2 separate regions of the Drosophila melanogaster genome follow, and region 2 is linked to region 1. The links are chromatin contacts, called in public Hi-C maps. All regions are on one chromosome and are shown on one strand. The core of a region is the stretch at or near the end of the contact, and the rest is flanking DNA. Distances in the headings are between cores, read along the strand shown. Region 1 holds the start of CG15865. Region 2 holds the start of et (eye transformer).

The links. Hi-C and Micro-C count contacts between places; a contact is called where the count stands out from the background.
Region 2: a Hi-C map of the Kc167 cell line shows a contact between it and region 1, with 1.5 times the contacts expected there. The contact joins the promoter of et here to the promoter of CG15865 in region 1. A contact is called at or near these places in 2 of 107 Hi-C or Micro-C datasets (the Kc167 cell line and larval central nervous system).

What each region holds. Positions count from the first base shown.
Region 1 is chrX:16,661,260-16,668,362 of dm6, forward strand. CG15865 reads right to left here and starts at 3,196. Exons shown (of 2, transcript NM_132915.2): 1 at 2,580-3,196; 2 at 1-2,450. The coding sequence starts at 3,196. r (rudimentary) reads left to right here. Exons shown (of 8, transcript NM_078653.2): 5 at 3,929-4,068; 6 at 4,776-6,600; 7 at 6,678-7,061.
Region 2 is chrX:19,672,576-19,679,678 of dm6, forward strand. It overlaps et (eye transformer), which reads right to left and starts at 3,316. Exons shown (of 3, transcript NM_134499.2): 1 at 3,229-3,316; 2 at 1,936-3,093; 3 at 1-895. The coding sequence starts at 3,032. The coding sequence ends at 61. It overlaps dome (domeless), which reads right to left. Exons shown (of 3, transcript NM_078688.3): 2 at 5,689-6,755; 3 at 3,486-5,606. The coding sequence ends at 3,964.

The DNA.
Region 1 (7,103 bases), core at 1,946-4,445:
TGGCTGTTTCCTCCGATTTTGATTTGATTCCCGTTTGCGGCTTAAGGCTATCCACTTCAGGAGAATCTATTGGTTCTCTATCTCTTTGGACATTGGGTTTTTCTTCTATGCGACTTTCTATTTCCCGAAGCAACGCGCTCTTGATCTCCTCCTCCTGTAGGGGTTCAATGGCGTTCGCATCCTCTTGGTGGTGAGCTCTTAGAATCCCATTGAGCTGATGGTTTTCCAGATGGGGCATATGCTTCTGCATGGCCAGCGGTTCTGGAGTGTGTATCTGCACGACATGCTCCTGGAACTTGATGGATTTCCTTGGCGCTGGCGGAGATTCAACCACCGTGGAGGGACTGCCGCCCGATGACGTTGGTATATGCGATTCACACATGCGTTCCATATCGCTGGCTGCGTTCTGTAGTTCCTGGACGAAGTGCTGTGCCTGCTGCGAGCAACCGAGGTGCTGATAAAGGCGGCACAATCTTTGCCCATGCTCCAGATAAAGCTGTGCATGTCCACGGTTGCCAAACCGAATGGCACGAGCCAACATGGCCAGCGAATGATCCAGCAGAAGTTCGATCAGATTGCTCCTTCGCAGGATCTCCAAGCCGTTGTTCAGTTGCGGTTTCGCTGCTTCCTGGCTCTTGGAACTTTCCGGATTGGAGCGTGCCAATAGCAATTGGCGATCCAGGGAGTCGAGCGAGCAACGTCTTTGTTCCGTCGCCGAGATTTGAAATTGCTGAGTCGTGGCCCTTAAGAGCTGTGTCTTCCTGCGCAGCTTTCCTCTCGAGCGCTCCTGGTGCTGAGCCAATCCCAAGAGTCCCTTGGCATCGGTGATCTCCGTCCTTTCGGTTTTTTTTTTCGTTTCCACCTGCTGCCCGCCATTGTTTTCTTCACAGTTCTGCAGAGCGGGAAATCCCTGACGTGGACGCGAGAACTTGCCCCGTCCGTGCAGCTCCAGGTAATCCTGGCTAAAGAGATTCTCCAACAGTCGCTTGTACTCCAGTTGCGGGTAGAATTCCGGCGCGTGCTGAAGATTCCTCAGTGCCTGGATGACATGCAGCAGCGGTTGTTCCGCAATTCCGGCCATTATGCTGCGCAGCTTCATCAGCGTATCCTCTGGGATATGCTCGAATAGATTGCGCCGCTCAATGAAGTAGTCGCTCAGGTGTTTCTTGGCCAAACAGGCGTCGAAGGAGCGAATGAATCGAACCAATCGCTCGCCCAGAAACTCCTCTGGCCAATCATTGCTGTGCTGCTCACATTGCCAAAACATATGGGCTCTCAGCTGTTCGAGCAAAGCTCCCGGGGATTGGTCACAGGATGTGGTTGATTCGTCCACAAAGGTTTTGACCAGCAGCTTCATTAGTTGGAACACCTTCAATTGCATGGGCGTCAGGCAGTGCCGCTCGAGAAACTGTTCCGCCTGGGGAAAGACAATGCGCCATTCCAGTTCCCTGAAGGGATTTCGCGAACGCTTTGGTGCATAGCCCACTGGTACAACATGGAAGCCCATGGATCGAATACGTTTTTTCATCTGCTCCGTTGGCCATTGGAATTGTTCGGCAGTATGGAGGTTGGTCAAACGAGGACGAGCCCTCAGCCAAAACTCGAAGGCGCAATCCGGCCAGGAATTGGGCACATGAATGGCGGGCACCAGCTCCTCGCGAGCGGTATATACACTACAGCCGCGATACGAACACGCGGCCAGCTGCGATTGGCTGATGCCCAATTGGTTAGCCAAATGATGACGCAGCACCTCTCCAAAGTACAACATGAACTGCTGCGAACTGAGGTAGCACTGCTGCAGTTGCTCCACATGACACTGGCGAAGCACCTCCACCGTTTCATAGCCAGCCGGTGGATATTTGCGATTATCGGAATTCGCCTCATCCTTCTCGTCCTCGTCACTGCTGGAGGCGGCGGAGGATGACTCCTCGTCGTCGGTTTGCTCTAGCCAAGGAGGCAGACAATTGGCCAAACGGCGAATGCAATTCCCAGGTAGGACATTCCTCTGGAAATTGAAATCGCGATCAAATCGCAGCTCCTCCAGCGGTCGCGGAGTATTCAACCTGGCCAAGTAGACATAATCGTAGTCCCCCGAACTGTAGCCCGAGGATGGGGAGTTGGATGCGGAGGATCCCACATCACCGTAGATGCATTCCTCATCGCTGCTGGCCGGCAAAGATAAGCTGGAGCTAGTGGGCGTGCCCGCCTGCGGATGCGGCAATTGGTCGCGCAGCTTGAGGCGAACATAGCCCATCCACCTGGTCATCTCCATCAAGTTGACTAGCTCCGAGGGGCAGGGCGTGGTCCGGTAGTAGTCCGTCTCCAGGAGCACCTTGCACAGTGCCGCCACGGTGTCGTAGTTGGCATCGTGGGGTCGCGCCACGTCAACGTTCTCAAAGACCACATAGGTCACGGGTTTCTGCAGCAGCTGTGGTGGACTCTTCGAAGATCTGAAATCGGTTATAAATACATATATTAAAAACCAATTTTAAAATGAAAAAAGAGAAGATCATAAAATGTAGGCAAAAAAGTATAGAAAAATCTAGAAAGTATGGAGAGAGGATAAGGAAAAGACTTACGGCGGCTTGAAGAGCAGGTTCCTGGCGACAGCTGCATCGATGGCGCTACTTTGGAGCAAGCTGTGCTCGGCCAGCTTTTCGGCGGAGCAGTTGCGTCGCCTGGCCACGATTTGGGCATCGACCACGGCCATCTCGGCCTCGAAGTGCCCAAAGAACTGGATACCCAGAAGCAATTGGTTCAGCAGGAAGGTGTGCAGTTCGCGGTCCAATTGGTGTAGGGTCCTCTGCTCCACGGTCCGCTGGAACTCCTCGCGCTGCTGCTCCAATGTTCTGGCATACAGGGCACTGACACATTCGGTGGCCGTGCTTCCATTGCTGCCGCCCAGTAGACGCAGTTGCAGGGCGAGATCAGGATGGCTTTTTCCGTTGATGTGTCGTCTGTGAATCGATCCACCACGACCGAGGAAAGATCCTCCGGCGCTGGCAGATCCAGATCCTGCGCCCTTCTTTCGGCGACGTTTACGCGCGTTACGCTTTTGGAGCTTCTGCAGCTGGCGGAGATGCTTCTCCTCTTGGCGCCGCCTCCTCTGTTGGCGCTGGGCGGGAATGCCCGCCTGCAGGGCATTGGGCGTGGCACTGGAATCCACCTGCTCGGATCGCGACCAGGAGCAGCCCATACTCAACGGACGATCGCTGATTTGTGACTGAATTCCGGCTGATAAAGTGTACAATCTGCGATCGGAGTTCACCAATCACCAATTACCAATTACCTGCGATCTGCGATCTAGTAATGGCAATCGGAAAGATAAGAGCTGAACGACTCTTCCGGCCACCACCTCCTTCGGCCCAATTATCCATTATCAGCCAGTTCCTGGTGCTTCCATGAAAACGGAATTGATTTCCACTTCACTGTGCCGCACAAACAGACAAAAAACTCAAGGAGGCGTCTAAAATAGATGGTCTTCAAAGGAAATATAATATAAAAATTGATCTATTGAATTCTTATCTTAAAATAGTAACTTAAGATTTTCTTCTGATTGCACTCTTAGTTCGATTGAATATATCTTATTACCACTATTCACATATCAAATGTTCAAAGTTCGATTTATTTGGAATTATTGTGTAAGATCGTACATATCTGCACCACTGTGCCATTGCCATGGCCTGTTGCTCTATTGTCTTCGATGTAGACATGAAAGATCCATAAATAATGGTATCTATATGGTGTACTCTGGGCAAACAATTGATTGGAAGTAGAGTTGGTGGCGCGGATGACGATGACATGTGGCCTTGGTGATGATCGGTCGGTCGCATTCTCTATATATATATATATATATATATACCATTGTATATGATCTATGTCTATGTACGAGTAAATATTGTATATATGTGTGCTTTTGCCCTTGCAGGTGGAATCCGTGCAGTGGACATTCGACAAGACGACTCCCGATGACATCAACGGTGAGCTGAGACACCTGGCCGAGTTCCTGGCCAACAAGCAGTTCGACCTGGTCATCAACCTCCCGATGAGCGGCGGGGGTGCCAGGCGGTGAGTACGATTCGATGGTGACTCTTTTTAATGGCCCCCAAATATATATGCCACTAAGTTGGTGATCCATGGAACTTCAGGAAGAAGTCTGCAAGTGCGAATAGTATTTGTTTTCTAATTGTGTTTACCTATAAAACATATATAACATATTTCTTGTAGCGGATATGCATATTTATATAGCTAACCTACTTTGATAAAAGTTCTGTTTTCAGGGGTATTAACGACTTAATGATTCAATATTCAAACAAATGTTAGTCACTGGAATTTTTGGGCCTTGAACACAGTTTGCACAACAATTTGGCATATAATTTAAGTTATTAAGTTATAAAAAGGGCTTGTCTTAATTCCATTTCTTATCTGGCTCAGACATCTTAAATGTTATTTATATTTTCTTTAAAGTCCAATTGGAGTGCAAAGTACTTATAACTGAGTGCAAAGAATTTTCGTTTGTGTGGAGTAAAACTGATATCCGAACGATATATTTTTAGTGTTTTTTATAAAATTGAAGACAGTTCCAAACCTAAAAAGTATATCTTGTCATGTCCGTATGTCAGTTTATCCGTGTGTTTTTACGCAAGCTATTCTCTTATTTTTAAAATTAGAGCAATTAGTTGAAGAATTAATAGTTGTTAGTTTTAAGGCAGTGCCTTTTGATTATATGTACATATGTATCTCCAAGTAAATGTGATTTCCTGATACTATTCCAGGGTCTCCTCGTTCATGACCCATGGCTACCGCACCCGTCGCCTGGCCGTGGACTACTCCATTCCGCTGGTGACCGATGTGAAGTGCACCAAGCTTCTGGTAGAATCAATGCGAATGAACGGTGGCAAGCCGCCAATGAAGACGCACACGGATTGTATGACCTCGCGTAGAATTGTGAAGCTGCCGGGCTTCATCGATGTGCATGTGCATTTGCGGGAGCCGGGAGCCACGCACAAGGAGGACTTTGCCAGTGGAACAGCAGCCGCTCTGGCTGGCGGCGTGACCCTCGTGTGCGCCATGCCCAATACAAATCCCTCGATCGTGGACAGAGAGACGTTCACCCAGTTCCAGGAGCTGGCCAAAGCGGGAGCTCGATGCGACTATGCCCTGTATGTGGGGGCCTCGGATGACAATTGGGCGCAGGTCAACGAGCTGGCCAGTCATGCGTGTGGCCTTAAGATGTACTTAAACGACACTTTCGGCACCCTAAAACTGAGCGACATGACCAGCTGGCAGAGGCATCTCAGCCACTGGCCCAAGCGGTCTCCCATCGTTTGTCATGCGGAGAGGCAGAGCACAGCGGCTGTGATTATGCTGGCCCATCTTCTCGACCGTTCGGTTCACATCTGCCATGTGGCGCGAAAGGAGGAGATCCAATTGATTCGTTCCGCCAAGGAAAAGGGCGTCAAGGTGACCTGCGAGGTGTGCCCCCATCACTTGTTCCTCAGCACCAAGGATGTGGAGCGTTTGGGTCACGGAATGTCCGAGGTAAGGCCATTGCTCTGCTCACCGGAGGATCAAGAGGCTCTGTGGGAGAATATTGATTACATCGATGTATTTGCCACCGATCACGCGCCACACACACTGGCCGAGAAACGTTCGGAGCGTCCACCGCCTGGATTTCCGGGCGTGGAGACCATTCTGCCGCTCCTCCTGCAGGCTGTTCACGAGGGTCGTTTGACGATGGAGGACATCAAGAGGAAGTTCCATCGCAATCCAAAAATCATCTTCAACCTGCCGGATCAGGCGCAGACCTACGTGGAGGTGGATCTCGACGAGGAGTGGACCATAACGGGCAATGAGATGAAGAGCAAGTCCGGCTGGACACCATTTGAGGGCACCAAGGTCAAGGGACGCGTCCACCGGGTGGTTCTTCGCGGCGAGGTGGCCTTCGTCGATGGCCAAGTGTTGGTGCAGCCCGGCTTCGGGCAGAATGTGCGCCCCAAACAGAGTCCATTGGCGTCGGAGGCATCACAGGATCTGCTGCCCAGCGACAACGATGCCAATGACACCTTTACCCGCCTCCTCACCTCCGAAGGACCCGGTGGAGGCGTACATGGAATATCGACCAAGGTGCACTTTGTGGACGGAGCCAACTTCCTGCGCCCCAACTCGCCATCCCCACGCATCCGTCTGGATTCCGCCAGCAACACCACGCTGCGGGAATACTTGCAGCGCACTACCAACTCAAATCCGGTGGCCCACTCGCTAATGGGCAAGCACATCCTTGCCGTTGACATGTTCAACAAAGATCACCTCAACGACATCTTTAACCTGGCACAGCTGCTCAAGCTGCGGGGTACGAAGGATCGTCCGGTGGACGAGCTGCTGCCAGGCAAGATCATGGCCAGTGTGTTTTACGAGGTCAGCACGCGGACGCAGTGCAGCTTTGCAGCTGCCATGCTGCGTTTGGGAGGGCGAGTGATCAGCATGGACAACATCACGTCGTCGGTGAAGAAGGGCGAGAGCCTGGAGGACAGCATCAAGGTTGTGTCCAGCTATGCCGACGTCGTGGTGCTCCGTCATCCATCGCCCGGAGCTGTAGCGGTGAGTAGAAGTCCGTGGAACCGTGTTCTATATGCCATTGAATCCATTATCTACTTAATTTTTTTTATTTCCAACAGCGCGCAGCGACCTTCTCCCGAAAGCCGCTTATCAATGCCGGCGATGGCGTCGGTGAGCATCCCACGCAGGCGCTGCTGGACATCTTCACCATCCGCGAGGAGTTTGGCACTGTGAACGGGCTGACCATCACCATGGTGGGCGACTTGAAGAACGGACGGACCGTGCACTCGCTGGCCCGCCTGCTGACCCTGTACAATGTGAACCTGCAGTATGTGGCGCCGAATAGCCTGCAGATGCCCGATGAGGTCGTCCAGTTCGTCCATCAGCGCGGCGTCAAGCAGTTATTTGCACGCGACCTAAAGAATGTGCTGCCCGACACGGATGTGCTCTACATGACTCGCATTCAGCGCGAGCGTTTTGATAACGTGGAAGATTACGAGAAGGTAAAAAGGGTCTCAATTTTACTTGCTATACTACTTGCTCAT
Region 2 (7,103 bases), core at 2,066-4,565, 3.0 Mb after region 1:
TCGAATATAGATTTACAGGCGAACTACAACAAGAGCGGGCAGCAATCTTCCCGAGAGATTTCAGCGCACGGGTGGCGGCTTGATGTACCCATCGCCGCAGGGCGCGCCTATTGCGCTCATGGACACATACTGATTGGTTACGTACGCATCGGCCTGGGGCACGGGCTGTGGTCTGGGCACCTCCTGCAGCTCTATCTCCGGCCACCTCGTGGGCTCCTCTTCCGCAAATGTCACGGTTTTGCGCACTGTGCCGTAGAACTTCTCCGGCGGAACATTGGCGGGATAGAACAGGCGTACATCGCCAAGTGGATTTGCTGTGGGCTCTTCGCTCATCACTGGCAGTTCAACCCGGATGTCCGCCATTTGGCGCAGCTTCTGAATGGCCAAGACGAGCGACCCAAGCACCAGCAGAGCGATGGTGCCCTCCACGTACCGCAAGATCTTTGGCTTCTCGGGCACCTCGCTGTCACCGGACCACCAGCGCATCCCGGTGGTCAGGCCGTCGCTGTAGTTGGCCGCCACAGCCATCCGGATCACGCCCTGGATTCCGGAGAAATTGTACGCCGTCTCGCGGGCGTAGGTCGTCTCGATGGAGGAACTATCGTCGCAGGCATCGTGCACTTTGCTGGATAGCTTGCACCAATAGACTATGTAGCCAGTGAAGTTTCCCAGCTCCTCCGGCCCTTGCCAGCTGAGTCTGGAGCTCGTCTTATTGTAGCTCTCCAGGTAAATCCGTCGATCCCGGATGTCGCTCAGTCTGGGCACCTCCAGCTGGCTGCTCTCCAGCGATCGACCGACGACATTGCTGCTCCACACAGACACTGTGGCCGGTTGCGTGTCATCCCAGTCGGTGAAGATCGCGAGCATGCTGCCCTGGGTGGTGGCCACTTTGGTTCTGAAATGAAAAGCATTTAGTCTTTCCTGCTGGCTAGTTTATTGTAAATAATATTATCGGTAGTGACGAAACCCGCCTAGAAATAACTGGGATGAACATATAACTTTCAATACTGGAGCAAAATGAACTAATTTAATCCTTTAGGATTATTTCGATTATTATTTTAACCCAATTTAAGTTGAAGATCACTAGAAACTGCTTTATTTACCAAGAACACAACTACGAAACTACTACTTTAGAGTGGGCGTGGCAAGAAGTTTGTGGCAAATAGAAATTTACAATACGATAGAAATTTACAAGACTAAAAAAATTTTGAAAAAATATCAACACATTTTTGAAAAGTGTGGGAGTGGCAGTTCTGAACGATTTGTGGGCAAACATGCGCTGCTATCTATTTCACTAGAATCTGTATGCTTAATCTTCTAGCTTTAACTTCTAGCTTTTATAGTTCCTGAGTTGGAGATTGCCAGATCGACTCGGTTATTGATCCTGAACAAGAATATATATACTTTATGTGGTTGGAAACGCTTCCTTCTGCTTTTTACATACGTATTCAACGAATCTAGAATACCCTTTTTGCTCTACCAGTAACGGGTATAAAACGAGGTATATATCGAGCATTCTAAACATATTTCGGCATATGCTAATGGCAAAAAAATACATAGTTCCACTTTTGGGAGGTTCAAATCTGTCAGGTGACCTAAATAAGTTGTGAAATAAGTCCTTGTTTTGCCCATCAATACTATAAAATGCTATAAAGTGCCGAAAGTTCTTCAAATCGGATACATGCATTAAAAAGTTATGAGCGAGCCTTTTTGCAAACGTAACGCACGACTTGCCGTATGTAAGGTAATGGGTATCTGATAGTCGAATTCGCGGAGATCTCTTGTTGTATGTAAATAGGGCGCTTAATGTGCCAAAGATTCTAAAATGATTTACTAGGCTTTCGGTTTTTAAAGCTCAATATGTTTTTGAAAAACTCTTTTTAGGTCTCGATGGTAATCTCATGGTAATCTAGTGCATGTAGTGCTTACCCGTACCTAGTGCTCGCCACGTATGTCTGCTCGGCTCCATTGAACTCCAGCTCGTCCAGCGGCAACCAGTAGACTTTGAGCTCCCTTTTAGCACGGTCGTGGGAGAAGCCATTGGCCAGGAACCGTGGCGGACGGGCGGGCAAGGATGCATTCGTGGTGAGTTCGAACTCGGGGTACCTTTCCGACCAGGGGGATCCATGGAGACGACGGCTTAGGCTAACATAGAACAACTGATTGCCCTCCGGTGGATTTCCAAAGCAGACCTGGTCGAAAACACTGACAGCTCGCATCTGCGAAACGGTGAGATTCCTCGACAAGTTGGGCAGCTTGGAGTGGCGGAACTGCACGTTCAGTTCAAACGTTCGATTCGGGTAAATGAAGGGTCCGTTCCACTCCAGACAAGTCTGGTTGGGCGTTTGTATCATGTTGTGCTTGCCGCGTGGCCATTCCAGCACCTCCATTTCGGCTTGCGTTAGCCTCAGCACCTTGCTCTGGTTGCCCAAGTCGTCGCTCATGATCAGCCTGAAATCCCTCCATTCCGGTGCACGGCTGTTCGGATCAATGGGCACGGAGCACTCCACTTTGCCCCTGCTGCGTTCGTCCTCCGACTTCCTGCAGTCGATTGGCTTGGCCCTGCCCATGGCCAGCTGGTAGTGGGTTTTGTTCTCGAAATTGCCGTTCTCCATGCGGCTGAAGGTGCACCTCAAGTAATAGACCACGTCGCGGCATACGAAATCCTTCAAATTCAGCAGGGCATAGACTCGGACGCACACATGACTCTGGATGACGCCATCCAGAAGGCACTCATACCTTCGTTCCCACTCGTTGGCTGGATTTGCATCCACGTGCACCACGGTGCCGTTGTACGAGTCCGTTGATTCTATTGTGCCCTGCCTTCGCACAGACATCTTCCTACCCTCACCACCGTCACATTTGCAGGACACCTTGCCGATGGTGCCGGAACGCCAGCTAGGTCCGCCGAGGGACTGCATCTCGCAGTTCGCCTGCGGCATATGCAACGCATTCTCCGCCAGCGCACGGGCCATGAGCGTCGCCAGCAATGTCAGCGAAAGCAGGCGGCTTATACGCGTCCTCCAGCCCATGGGTGCTCCTTTCTCCGCAGTGACTCCTAATCGCAACTTCCGATGCTTCTAAAGCTAGGCGCTGGAATTAGAAATTGGATACAGCCCGATTACGGAACTATGTATGTACATATTTCAAACATCCACTCGACGAGGAGAAAGCAAATGAGTTGAGTGCAAAATGCATGGGCATGCTGATAAGACCGCAAGACTTTACGATCTTGAATCCGTGGTGGTGTCCAGTGTGGAGGCAAGCGTACCTCCAGCTCGTGGGATCCGACTGCTCGAGAGCGATCTGTGCGACTGAGCTCAATCGCGAGACCCAAACGCCAGCTTGGATGGAGCATATCGATAGGGACAGCCAGGCGCGCATATACGTCCATATATGTATATATGAACAAGTATATGTATGTATGTATGTATAGCTAACTTATCGCCAAAGCTCGCGAGAGAATCAAAAAGCCAATTTGAAATCTTATTTAAAATTAGCTTTATATTGAAATACAGCGATGTGCGTATTGTGTAAATAGGGTATTAATAGTATAAGCTCGATCCGCTCGACGCGTGGATGGTTAAGTGGGTAAGTAAGTGTACAGTACGAATATATATAAAAAAATACTATTGCGTTACAAATACTTTCTGCCTCACACGCATCGCAAAGAATACAAAATAAATTACAAACGTAAAACTACATTCGTCCGAGGAGTTTTCACTAATTACTATAAACAGCTGCCCGACAGTGGTTTCTAGTTTCCAGATTCCAGATTCTAGTTTACAGGTTCTGGGTTCTGGGTTCCTCGTCCTGGATTTTGGTTGCTGGGGCGATCCGGTGACCAGATCATGGCGTTGGAAGGATATGCGGCTGAAGATGAGTTGATGAATTATCGATGCGAACGCGAGGAAACGATAAAATGATGCACACCCGTGCATAAATGATGAGCGCTCCGGTATCTTAGAGGACGTGCCGATTGTGGGCCATGGCGTTCAGATCCTGCGGCGTTACGTAGCCATTGATTTGCGGCTGGAGGCGAGAGTGCTGGTTGCCGCCTCCCGGCGCCCCACCAGCGGCGTGCGTCGGCGATCCCACGGTGGCGGCCAGAGGTGGCTTTATCAGCCCAGTGAGCTGCAACTGCTCCATGGTGGTATAGCCGATGTCAGCCATTTTGGGCGTGGCGGCAGCTGGACTTGCGGCGTGAACCGGCGGTAGCTGTAGCGGTGGCGAAGTTGCTGGCGAAGATCCCGCAAAGGCTGGTCCTCCGGTTTGCGACAACGGAGCTGCGACGAGCGGCTTCAGCTTGTGCAGATCCGAGGCCTGCACGTAGTTGTCCATGTTGAGCAAGTGGGCCGGTGGGAAAAAGGTCGACGCAGCGGCTGCGGTGGCGGCGGAAGGTACTGCTGGCGACCCAAACGGTTGAACTGGAGCCGGATTGAACCGAGATTGTGGAATGGGAACGGGCACGTAGCCGCTGAGCGGAATCTGGGACAGCGGCTGGGACATCGGAGCGGTCATTGCAGTCGAAGGAACTGAGAACGTGTGATCATTATCCGAGGGACCGTTGCCGCCCCAGCTCTTCATCTGTGTGGGCTTGATGTAACCATTGGTGCAACTCTGCTCCCGATCCATTTCGCTCTCGCGCTGCTGTTGCTGCTGCTCCCGCTCCCTCTCCTGCTCACGATCCCTCTCCCTCTCGCGCTCCCTGTCGTTCTGGACGAGAAGGCCATGCCGCATGGCCAGGTAGCTGGTGGGCGGACCAACTGCGCTAATTGGCCCTGTCTCGTGATTGTCATCGTATCCATCGCGATCCACGCAGCCGCCGCCACCAGAGGAGGACGCTGTGCGCAGCAGCAGTTTCGAGCTCTCACTGCCGCAGCTACTGAAGTCGTGCGGCAGATCCTGCGGCGTGTATGGCGGCGAGTCGTCCACCCGTGTGCACACGATGCCTCCGCTGACGGACGAGTCTGGACCCAGGCCCAATCCCAGGCCACCCATGTCTATGGGCTTCTTCATGGTCTCCATGATTCCCTGCGGCAGCACTAGACCGATATCGGACATCTTGCGGTATTTCTTGTACACGAGGTAGAAGATGACGCCCAGCACGAGAATCGCCACGGTCACCTCAATGGTCTGGTACATGGCCTTCACGCTGTGCGTGTCCGGTGTACAGATGAATCCGTAGATGCCCCAATCGGATCTGTAGAGCCGGTAGGCGGTCATGTTGGCAGCGTAGGCCTCGAACTGCAGCCGCTCCTCTTCGCCGAGCGCATCGGTGCGTGCCTCGCATCCCTTGCCGTTGGTCGACATAAGCAAAACGGCACCTTCCGCTGCATCCGCTCCGTTCAACTGCGGATGCTGCTCCACGTTGATGGCACGCACCGCTAGCTGGAAGGGATTGTGGCTGGTGCAGCGCGGCGTGGCCATCACATAGGATAGGTTCCTGCCCGGCAGAATGGTGCTTGTCAGGCAGCTGGCGTTGTTGTCGCGCAGCGAGATCTCGTAGAAATCAATGCGTCCGGCCGGCGTCCTTGGCGGTTCCCAGTCGAGACGTGAGCTCTGATCCGGATTGTTGATCACGTACAGTTGTGGCGGCGAGGGAACTGCGCAAAGGATTACACGGATAAGTATACATTGCCTATTTACACTGGCTTCAATGCTAGCGAAACCATCGATAGCACTTACCTCCGATGGCCGTGCTGAAGAGGATCACATTGCTGGGCTCCGATGGATAGACGGTCCGCGCACGCACGCTAATCTCGTACTTGGTGAATGCGGTGAGATTGCCCAGCCGGTAGGTGATGGGCTTCTCGTTGTTCACCAGCTCGTCGGCGGAGGCGCTTACGCGGAATGTATCGGTCACGTTGTCATGTAGCGAGCGGAAGGTGCCCTCGTAGGCGCGCACCACGCCGTTGGCCAGCAGCGGTGGCTTCCAGGCGAGCTCCACGCTGTCGCTGGTCACGCGGATTAGCTGCAACTCCCGCGGCTGGCTAGGCGCCGCCTCTCCGGTGCGGTTGACCAGCTCGTCGCTGTACTTGCTGACCCGCGAGTCCGAATACATCAGCATCTTGACACTGTAGTCCGTGTAGGGCACCAGATTCTGGATGACGTGCTTGTTCGTATAGCGATCGATGGTCACCGTCGTGCAATTGTCCGGACGGCCGGCCGAGCGCTGGCAGTAGGTCAGATTATAGCCGGCCAGGATCACTGCGCAGACGCGCTCCGACCAACTGACCGTCAGTGAGGTGCTGGTGGCCACATCGATCGACGGCTCCATCTTGGCCAAATCGTCCTTCTTGTCGCTACTGCAGATCGCCCAGTGTAGGCCCGTATTATGCGATTGGTAGTTGGCCGACACGGCCATGTGCAGCGTGAGCAGTTGGTCCGGTGACGTGGTGAAGTGATGCAGACCGCTTGCGACCTCCGCGAAGCGTATCGAACCCTCGCATTCCGACTGCAGGCCCGGCTTGGGCACGCACCAGAAAACGGTGTAGTTCTGCAGTTCCCGCTGATCGCTCGGCGGATCCCAGCTGAGCGTGTAGCTCTTGTTGGTCGGATGATAGACGCTGCGTATGTTCCTGGGCTCGCGCACCTTGAAGTCCCGATTGCTAATGGGGCCGATCGTCATCGGAGTGGCGTTCACAGACAGACCCTGGCTATTGCTGCTGCGGATGAGGAAGTGATGGACGGCACTCATGCTCCAGTGATCGATCATCGCCGAGTTGGACTCCACCTTGATGAGGCCAGGATCCCTGAACGAGTCGAGGTATAATCATATTAGCTAATGTATGGTAATGAAGATATGCATCTTACTAAACTAGACAATTGAAGAGTGTCTCGACTACCAGCTACCCTGTACTCACATAACAAATTTTTCAAATATGTAAGTGCGCGTGGGCGCCATCTGTTGGCGGAGAACAGCATTGTTTTGCTATCTGTGTTTAGGTTCACAAAAAAAATGTTTATGTAATTTGTGATAAGAAACTTTTTTCCAATTAAATAATATCAATGAAATTAACAAAACATACTGATTAATAATTCAAGCGAAGCTGGGTTTAATAGTTGAACTGCGGTCAATAATTGTATATATTATACCGAAA